Linked DNA regions of Sus scrofa: region 2 is linked to region 1. The links are chromatin contacts, called in public promoter capture Hi-C maps. All regions are on one chromosome and are shown on one strand. The core of a region is the stretch at or near the end of the contact, and the rest is flanking DNA. Distances in the headings are between cores, read along the strand shown.

What was found. Promoter capture Hi-C pulls out the DNA fragments that hold promoters and counts their contacts.
Region 2: a contact with region 1 is called in a promoter capture Hi-C map of liver, with 8 times the contacts expected there. The contact joins the enhancer-like site here to the promoter of NDUFA12 in region 1. A contact is called at or near these places in 3 of 5 promoter capture datasets (fetal skeletal muscle, liver and skeletal muscle), 12 of 47 Hi-C or Micro-C datasets (alveolar macrophages, brain, embryonic fibroblasts and 7 more) and 1 of 2 datasets of contacts at active chromatin or transcription factors (skeletal muscle).

Annotation. Positions count from the first base shown.
Region 1 is chr5:88,291,480-88,296,608 of Sscrofa11.1, forward strand. It overlaps NDUFA12 (NADH dehydrogenase [ubiquinone] 1 alpha subcomplex subunit 12), which reads left to right and starts at 1,281. Exons shown (of 4, transcript XM_003126715.4): 1 at 1,281-1,469; 2 at 2,358-2,440. The coding sequence starts at 1,384.
Region 2 is chr5:88,691,600-88,696,904 of Sscrofa11.1, forward strand. No RefSeq gene overlaps it. Among named protein-coding and RNA genes, the nearest start is that of CEP83, 76 kb to the right of the region's middle. Within about 2 kb of position 2,467, at least 8 of the 83 cell types and tissues checked have an H3K27ac peak or open chromatin away from gene starts, as enhancers often do. A contact at or near this core is called in liver, where this site is marked.

The DNA of each region.
Region 1 (5,129 bases), core at 31-2,530:
TGACCTTTTTCTTGGGGGTTGAAGATTTAGTATCATAAAATGACATCTCTTCTCTGGGTCCAATCTTATTACTTGGTCCTTCCAAGAAATACGTGTTTCACTTCTTTAAACTATTTAGACAATTATGGACACTTGCAGTTACAGATTAGAAACTATATCTTATAAACGTTGACCTTTTTAAAGAAATGATATGGTAGACCAGAGCCGGAAGAGCAGAGGATGAGTTCCCGGGCCAGGGATCAAGCTGCCACCACAGCTGTAACCAGAGCCACAGCAGTGACAAGGCCAGATCCTTAACCCAATAAGCCATAAGGGAACGCCAAGGAATATAGATTTTAAAGCATATATAAAGTCAGAAAGATAGCTGCTAGAAAATTAAAAATAATGTTATGGATTCATGGCATGTTAATATACCATATGCTTGTTGATTTAAGATAGCGTTGAGTGTGGTGGTGCAGACGGTAGATCTGGTTGGCTTGGGGAGTGGTACAGTCGATTCATATAATATATGGCATAAAAAATACAAAAAAAAAAAAAAAAAAATGTTTAATTAATATCTTTATTATTTAAAATATTTAAGTATCATGCATGAATTTTCTAATACATTCCAAATACTTCAATTTTTAATTTTAAACTTGCAACTAAATCACTAAATTCTTGAGAGCAGATACTTAATCTTATACTTTTCTGTTGCTTCTTCTCAATCGCCTACCTATATAACGCTAGCATCTGAATGTACTTTTTCTTTTTTTCCTCTTTTTAGGGCCGCACCTGCTGCATAGGCAAGTTCCCCCGGCTAATGGGAGGTGTAGCTGCAGGCCTATGTCACAGCCACAGCAGCGGGGATCCAAGCTGCGATTGCGACCTACACCACGGTTCACCACAACGCACTGAGCGAGGCCAGGGATGGAACCTGCATCCTCGTGGCTACTAGTCTTAGTAAACTGCGGAGCCACAACGGGAACTCCAGTAGGAATGTACTCTTAAATGTGCAAAATCCTTTCGTACTTAAGGTATCTTGTTTCTAAAGAATCTTGGCTCTTGAAAGGATTTTTGGAGTATTAAAAGGCAATCATTTTAGATGAGGAAGCTGAGGTCCCCAAAGGAGGAACCTTCACCTGGGAAAGCCCAGTTCAGGTGAATTTTCCACTACACGCCCTGCCTTCCAAACATACAACCTCAAACTCAGTTTCGGAGAGAAACCAACGCACCTTTTCTGGCAGGTGGCCGCCAGGGGGCGCGCCACACCTGCGCACGCGCAAAACCACCTCAGCAAGCTGCGCATGCGTGGGGACCTTCTGCGTCGCTCCCTGCCGCTGAGTGGCCGCTTCCCTCCGGTGGGTTTTCCGCGGGGCGCCGGGGAGGCTGGGCCCGGGGGCCAAGATGGAGTTGGTGCAGGTCCTGAGGCGCGGGCTGCAGCAGGTCAGCGGCCACGGCGGCCTCCGCGGCTACCTACGGGTTCTCTTCAGGTAGGCGGCCAGAGCCCTGCTCTTAGCGTCCGGGGTTGGACTTGGATTGGCCGGTTTCTTGCAAAGGGGCCTGGGCTTGGGTCACCTTGGAGGATCCGCAACTCTTGTCAAGGACAACCGGCCCAGCCTCTGCCTGGCGTCCCTCTGTCCAGGGGTCTCCCGGAGAGAGGCCAGACAGAGCTGTGACATGCAGACGGGGACACATGCACTGCACCGCTGCCCAGCTTCCTGGAGCGTACCGAGCATTGCCAAACACTCGCTGTGTGACCTTGGGAAAGTTTTGGGGTTTTTTGTTTTTTTAAACCCCTTCACTGGCCTTCGTTTTCCTCCCCTGTATAGTATAGCCTTGAACCCGGTGATCCCAATGGTCCCTGACTCGTCCTGTATACCTGACTCGGCCGAGCAGCATCGTCCACCGAAACCGACTTGGGGACTCAGAGCCGAATGAAAGAGCCAGGATATATTCGTATCATTTTAAGAAGATGAGCTATTTTAGCTTCCAGATTTCCTCAAGGTGTTTGCTAATTCCAGTGTTTCATGGCCAAGGGATAGGAGATAAAAGTAGACTTGTCATTTGACGATATTGCATCATAGGTTTTAGTGTACCCAGGCGCAGACATTGGGTCAGTTTCTCTTTTCTCGTGTAGTCACGATCCTGGGATCACACCAGCAGGGATTCCAGAGCTCTTACCAGAAAGCTGATTCTTCCACAGTGGGTGGCGGTGAGCCTGAGGCTGAAGGCGAGATGTAGACAACCAGTGACCATACCCAGCAGCTCTTCGGTTTTCTAGTTGGTGCAGCTGCCTGTGTTTGTGAAAGTTGGTACTCTCTCTGTACATTTGTGTTGTGAACAAAAGAAATCATTTGTTGTCTTTTGGACATTCCCAGGGCAAACGATGTGAGAGTTGGAACCTTAGTAGGGGAGGACAAATACGGAAACAAATACTATGAAGACAACAAGCAGTTTTTTGGTGAGTACAATAGTTTTTTTGGTATGACTATGGAAGTAAGATTGGAATTTGGTTTGACTTTATTTTCTGTAATGTACAGGGAACTTTTACAAAGTACTTGTAAAGGGATGACAAACTCAATAGAAAAAGGAAAAAGATAATTCACAGGAAAAGAAAACTAAATGACCAACAAAGACATAAAAAGATGTTTATCCTCACTTGCAGTTACAGAAAAGCAGCGTTATCTTTTTTCACATATCAAATTTTGAAGTACTTGCCACTCTGATAGATCTCGATGTGGGGAAATGCCATAAAAGTGTATAGGTTAGTGAGGGACAGTTGGTAAATTTTGTCACAATTTACGTTGCGCTTTTTTTTTTTTTTTTTTTTTTTTTTTGCTCTTTTGTCTTCTTAGGGCTGCATCTGAGGCATATGGAGGTTCCAGGCTAGGGGTCTGATCGCAGCTGTAGCCGCCAACCTACACCAGAGCCACAGCAACGCAGGATCCGAGCCACATCTGTGACCTACACCACAGCTCATGGCAATGCCGGATCCTTAACCCACTGAGCAAGGCCAGGGATCGAACTCGAAACCTCGTGGTTCCTAATCATATTGTTTCCACTGTGCTACGACGGGAACTCCTACACTGTGGTTTTTTTGGGCCTTGTCCTCACCATGTGGAAGCTCCTGGGCCAGGATTCAAACCTGCACCATGGGTCCTTAACCTGCTAAACCACAGGGGAACTCCCCATTGCACATATCTTTTATCCAGCACTTCCACTTCTAAGAATTCACCTCAGATATTCTTGCAAAACAAAGACAACCTTTGTAGCATTGTTTTAGTAGTAAATTCTAAAAGCAGCATTCGTGTTCGTCATCATCAGTTGGATACTTGTGAATTACAGATTTTTTAGAGTACTTTGGTATTAAGAGTGATATAAACCTGGGAGTTCCCATTGTGGCGCAGCAGAGACGAATCCAACTAGTATCCATGAGGCTGCAGGTTTGATCCCTGGCCTTGCTCAATGGCTTAAGGATCCCGTGTTGCTCTTTCATTTCACAGACTTGGTGGTTTTCCTTTTTCTTTCTTTCTTTTTTTTTTTCCCCCAGCGTGAACTGTGGTGTGGGTCACAGATGTGGCTACAATCCCGAGTCGCTGTGGCTGTGGTGTAGGCCAGTAGCTATACCTTGCATTCGACCCCTGGCCTGGGAACTTCTAGATGCCAAGGGTACAGCCCTAAAAAGACAACAACAACAACAAAAAGACCAAAAAAAAAGGTGGAATTTTGGAGTCTGCGTATGCACATTTCAAATTTATGTATAGGAGTTCCCATTGTGGCCCAGCAGGTTAAGAACCTGACATAGTGCCCCTGAGGATGCAGGTTTGATCCCTGGCCTCACTCAGTGGGTTAAGGATCTGGCCTTGCTGCAAGCTACAGCTTAGGTTGTAGATGTGGCTCAGGTCTGCTGTTGCGGTGGCTGTAGCATAGGCCTGCGGCTGCAGCTCCAGTTCAGCCCCTAGCCTAAGCACTTCCATATGCTCCAGGTGCGGCCATAAACAAAAAAATAAAATAAAGTTTTTATATATATAAAATGAGATTATTAAAGCTCAGCTCTATCGTTATGGCCTGTCCTCATGAAACCTTTCTTACGGTTTCCTCCATCTGCCTTCATGTCCCGCTGTAAACTCTTAGGATTATAGTTTACTTTTAGTTAATTATTCTCAGGGCTGATTTCTCTCATAAAAGAAACAAAGCCTCATTCAAATCTATGTTTCTTTTAATAGGTAAGTTCATGTTTAAATAGCATTAGTCATATTTGTTGACTATATGTTTACCTAGGAAAACTGAAATGTAGATGACTGATTGCCTATTGGCCTAAAATCCACTATAAGGATAAATGAGGGCAGTGGAGAAGAAATGGAAGCAATTACTATGTATTAGGCACTTAGGTGCCCCATACTGAGCTAGGTCTGTGTGTGAGATACTTAATTTTCATAGCAGCCTAAAGTTGTGGGTATAATCATCCTTTTCTAAGAGATTAAAAAAACTGAGTTTCATAAAGCTTGCCTAATGTCCAGTGATAATAAGTGACAGTCTTCATTAAAATTCAGGTCTTTGCCTAACTTAAAAAGTTTTGTAAATCGTGGTTAGGCTCTCAAGTATTTCACAGAACTTGTTGGTGGTTTTTCTTTTTCTTTTCTTTTCCTTTTTTTTTTTTTGGCTTTTTAGGGCTGCACCTGCAGCATATGGAAGTTCCTAGGCTAGGGGCTGAATTGAAGCTACAGCTGCCAGGCTAGCCACAGCCACAGCAATGCGGGATCCAAGCCACATCTGCAACCTACACCACAGCTCACGGCAACACCGAATCCTTAACCCACTGAGCGAGGCCAGGGATCAAACCCACAACCTCACGGTTCCTAGTTGGATTCATTTCCGCTGCACCACAGCGGGAACTCCCACAGAAACTTGTTAAAGAAGGCAGTCAGGAGTTCCTGCTGTGGTGCAGCAGAATGGGATGAGTGGCATCTCTGCAGCCCCAGGAGGCAGGTTTGATCCCCAGCCTGGCACAGTGGTTTAAAGACTCTGCTGTTGCTGTAAGCTCGGCATAGGTCACAACTGTGTCTTGGCCAAGGAACTCCATATGTGGTAGGGGGGCCAAAAAAAAAAAAAAAAAAAAGAATGCAGTCATACTGTTTTGATGACATGAA
Region 2 (5,305 bases), core at 1,217-3,716, 400 kb after region 1:
GAACAAAGAATAAGAATTTGTAAATCTCCATTAACTCGTCCATCTAGAGAAAACCATCGCTATCCTTTTCCCTCTAAAAGGGTCAAACTGGAAAAAAAAAAACAACACGAAACACCAAACACTCTCGTTTCTTTAGCTGAAAAAGGAATACATGCATATGGCTGAAAACTTCGGAAGTCACGTCCCCCTCCCTCCTCCAGCCTCTCGGCCCCTCCCCAGCGGCAGCTGCCCACATCTGCAGCTTGTGTGTCCGCCCAGCGATTTCAGTGTGTGTGGGTGTGTCATGTTTTTTTCAATCAAATTGGACTTTGACCTTTCTGATATATTTCCTGCTGGACTTTTTCCTCTGCACGTATGTAATTGAACAAAACATGGGAGTTCTCTGGCGGCACAGAAGGTGAAGGATCTGCCATTGTCATCAGTTGGGTCACTGCTACGGCGTGGATTTGATCCATGGCCTAGGAACTTCAGAAGCTGCGGACACAGCCAAAGAAAGTGAACATGTTCCTGTGTTCCTGTATTTGGCTTCTTCCAAAGTATCATTTTAAAGGCTCTTTAATTTTCCATCACATGCATGTTTCATTTGTTGACTCTCCCGTGGTTGGACATTTCTAATTTTTTACTATTGTAAATGACCAGCTTTGGGAGTTCCCATCGTGGCTCAGCAGAAACGAATCTGACTAGTGTCCATGAGGATGTAGGTTCCAACCCTGGCCTCACTCTGTCAGTTAAGGATCCGGTGTGGCTGTGGTGTAGGCCAGTGGCTACAGCTCTAATTCAACCCCTAGCCTGGGAACTTCCATATGCTGTGGGTGCAGTCCTAAAAAGACAAAAAAAAAAAAAAAAAAAAAAAAAAAAAAATTACCAGCTTTGACTTTATCATGCCAGGAGAGTCACGAAGCCACGAAGCCAGCTCAGCCTGGAGAAACAGTTCAGCTGCTTTCCACGCCTGGTAATAGACTACTGAGCTGAAACAATAGGGGTTTATTTTTCTCACTAAGAAGCATTTCAGAGGCGGGCAGCCAAATCAAAATTTTGAGCAAGATGCCAGAATACAAAAGATAAAATCCCAAAGCCAGGTCATTCTAGGTAGAACCTCAAAAGGAAATGCTTGGAAACGTCTCCCTGTGGTCTTGAACCCCTCCCCGATTCCAGAACATAAAGGGATTGAGAGAGAGGGGAGAGAAGAGGGTAACCTTGAATTATTTCTTTCCTTAGATTTTTTTTTTTCCTGAGGTGACTGGGGTGGGGGGTTTGCTGCCCTCGCCTTAAAGCAGGTCCCCAAGGGAGCTTAGACGGATCTGTGAGGCAGCTCAAGGGGCCTGTGGTTCCCTGAGAGAGGAGGGCTGAGTCGGAATCAGTCCGGTGGAGGGGGGGGGTGACCCGTGTTTCCAGCGGGTCTGACTGACACGGGCCACGCAGGAGAAGAATCTGCCTGGTGGGTGGGAGTTGGATTGAGCCCGTGGGTGGGGCCGGGGGAGGAAGCGCAGCCAAAGGGAGCCAGAGCTGAGCAGAGCCTTCCTGCGGCTGAGCAAGGTGCCCCCAGGACAGACCAAAAAGCCACAGCGGGCTCAGAGCCGGACCTGCTGGAGGGAGACCCTCCCCATGGCTTTAGCCCTCATCACCCCCCAACCCTGACCCTCAGGGGTCAAACACACCTGGACTGGCAGGTAGAGGCGCGGGTCGGTGGAGGAGGAGGAGCACGAGGGGGAAAAAGAGGGACGCTGCGGCCCTGCCCGCCTCAGGCTTTGGGCCTGACACAGGCCGGGGGCAGAGGGATCTGATAGGAAATCAGGGTCGGGGGTTTTAACGGTCTTTGGCGTTATTATTTTGTTTTTCTCTTTGGCTGCGCCCATGATGGGTAGAAGTTCCTGGGCCAGGGATCAAACTAGAGCCACAGCAGGGACACCACTGGATCCTTACCTTGATGAGCCACCAGGGAACTCCTAGTCTTGGATCATTTTAACTCCCCAAACTGTCATGCTGTCTGCTGTTGCAGGAGACTTTAGACTGTTCCCTAAGGACAAGGACAAGACTCAGAGGTCTGCAGAGTTTCCGTCGAGGAGGAGGGAGCTGTCGTCCCCACTGCATAGTTTCCAGGGATAGCGGGAAACAGGACGAGTTCATTTTGTCGCATCTCATGAGGCTGTTGTAGCAAGAGTGAAAGAGGCTTAAGAAGCAGGGATTTATTCTTCTCACCCAACAAGAAGTGGGGAGGTCAGTGACTGAGGGGCTAGTTCATCAGTTTGGCGAAGGCCAAGAGGCAAGCTCATCCCCCCTTCCCATCCTGCCAAGCCTCGGGGTGTCAGCACTGTCTCCCCTCCCGACGACACGGTGGCTGCCCCCGATCCAACCATCCTGTCCTCGCAGAGAAAAACCCAGCAGGCGTGGTAGGCGCGCCTCGCTCCTGGCCTTTGGCAGAGAGGGAAGTCTCGTCCACAAGGGCCCCCTCAAGACCAGCCTTTGGACTCCCGGGTCGGAAGGCCTCCCGTGACCACACCTCGCGCTGTGTTTCTGGAGGGCTGAGTCCTCACTTCCTTGTTCCCTCGGGCTCCTCCCACCGCTCCCGTGGAGTCGGTGCCTCCCTCCCGTAAAAGGCTTTCAGGGCAGGCCATCCATTACCCCGGGGCCAAGACGGTGCCTGTGTTTCCCAGCCCTGGTCTTCCATGATTTCTAGATCATTCTCTGCGGAGTTTTGTGCCTCCATTATCTCCAGTCCACCTCCTCGCTGCACACGCAGCAGGATTTCGGCATTTCCTGGGTGACCGGTACGACCCCAGTTACGCAGTTAGCGCTTCCCTCTTTTCTGAGCCGTGGATCCAATGATAAGTTTCCTGTAAAATCTCTGTACGAGGATGGGCCAGAGCACCTCAGACTAAAACCCAAGGTCGTTGTTTTCCGTTTACCCCAGATCTGTTCTTTCCCTGTGCTTTGCTTCCACTGAAGTCACCACCCCCGCCTCCCTAGTCACCCGAGGTGGAGACATCTGATGGCTCTTCCTCATCATTGCCACCATAGAGGCGTGTCAATCTCCCTTCTAAGTGTATCTTAAATTTCGCATCTTTCCATCTCAGCTGCCACTAGCTCTGTGTCGGTCAGTTCTTCCCAGGATAGTTGTAACAGCCTCTCAGCTACTGCCCCTTTCGCTTTATTCCTGCCCGATGGGAGACCATGACGTCTGGAACTGTGGCAGCCATCCTGTGACCGTGAGGTGACAAGAGCGAGGACGGCAGTAGAAACACGGACAGGGGCTGGGTCCCTGCAGCTCTGCTGAGCAGCTGAGTCAATGTCAGGATTCACTTACCTGCAGACTTCCTGTCGCGTGAGATCGTCCCGTCTGTCCTGCTTAAGCTCCTGCTGAGGGCTGCTAATTAGGTGATGGGGCGTCTCGAGCTGACCCGGGCAGCGGGAGGATGGAGGCATCGGTGTGAGCCGGCCTCTGTCGTGCTGACACAGCCGTCTCGAAGCAGCCACATTCGTGGGAAGTATGTTTTTATGTAGCGGGGGGGGAGAAACAAGTTTATTAAATATTTAGGGCTTTGAATGACGTCATTACCAAGTAATGTGTTCAGCAGGTATCACGTGCATCTCTGCGAACCCTCGCCTGCCCCTTGGTCGCCTCTCACTGGGGACTGCGTTCAGTTTTGAAGAGAAAGCAGCCTTCTGTGTCATCTTGTGGAGCATGTTTTCCGACGGTCGCATCAAACACCTGCTGGCTCAAAGGGTCACTTGAAATAGGCCTCCGTCAGATACGCATCCTGGGGACAGATGTGTGGAGGCAGGGACCCCTGGAGGAGGGCAAGGCTGCAGTGAGCGGTCCAGCTTGGCTGACTGCAGGGCATGCCTGGAGCCCAGAGCATGAGTGGGCTGCCCCGGGGTCCGATCGCATTCAGAGAAGGGCTGATTGGAGAGTAGGATGGGAGCAAAATACCCAACAGGCAGGGCTTTGGAAAGATGGGAACACTTTTTTCCTCGACGGGGGAGGAGCACCGTTTACCGGGGGTCGTGTTGGTCTCCTTCCCCGCCAGCCTCTGTGCTCCCAGCGCACCTCTGGGTGACTTCTCTCGGGTCCCCTGTCATGGGAAGCCCTTATCACGGCTGGCCCTCGGTTGAACCGGAATCCCGCCATTTCCTCCGCGGAGCGCCACTGCCCATCCCGACGGGTGGGACAGGTATTGGGGTTGGAGGTGAGGGCTGGAGTCCTTGTCTTGAAACTCTAGGTGCTTCTAGTGACTGCTCTCCGTTGCTTAGGGGAAGGCCACACAGAGCCCCTGTTGCGCCATCGCAGAGGACATGTAAAGTGTGGCTCAGCAGGAAGGAACCCAACTAGTAGCCATGAGGATGCAGGTTCAATGCCTGGCCCTGCTCAGTGGATGAAGGATCTGGCTTTGCTGAGAGTGCAGTGTAGGTCACAGATGTGGCTCGGATCCCGCATTGCTGTGGCTGTGGTGGAGGCTGGCAGCTGCAGCTCCAATTCGACCCCTAGCCTGGGAACCTCCATATGCCGCAGGTGCGGCCCTAAAAAAGGGGCTCAATAAACAAATAAGTGAATAAAGTGGGATCCAGAGCAGGGTGAGAAGAGAGGACCCAGGAGAACTCTGACCCCTTCGAGAGCCTCCTCCTCCGTATTCGGAAGTGCACGTTGACTGCGTGTGTGGACGCCGTCCATCCATCCGTCATGGGCATCCTGGCGCCTCTCCCGCTGGTCGAGTTTGGGAACGAAGGATTAAGCCCCCATCACTAAGGACAAAATGCCCGAGGCCAGCAGGCTGGCAGTCCCGCTGCTCTTAGTCACTAGACCTCTGATGACAGTGGTCTCACCCCCACACCCCACGCCTCCCCAGACTGCCCCTCTTCTGAGCACAGTCTTTTCCAGGCTGAATGAGCACTGCGAATTGGGGCTGTGTCATCGTTTCTGAAGACCCTGTTCCAACCCCAGTGTTGAAGAACCACCCTTGAGCCAAGCGAGAGAAATACACTTACTAAGCATTCAGTCGCTATTGGCCCCTGCAGAACACATTCTGTTCCTAGGGCTTCTTCTAAGACGCTTCTTCTCCTCGGGCTGTTAGTGGAGTGGGCCTGGCCCCCTTGGGGCTGTGTGGCAGGAGAGTTCCAAGCACACGTAGGCTGTTGGTGGTCACGAACCATGAGCACCCAGGCTCGGCCACGTCTGGCCGGGGACCCAGCAAGTTCCCCAGGAAGAGGCCTCCTCATCACTGAGGTTGCAGCAGCCTCTAGGGGTTGCCACGGGTTACTGAGTGCTTGGCACCGGGCTTGGGCTGAGTTTAGAGGGAGAGCGCTCAGT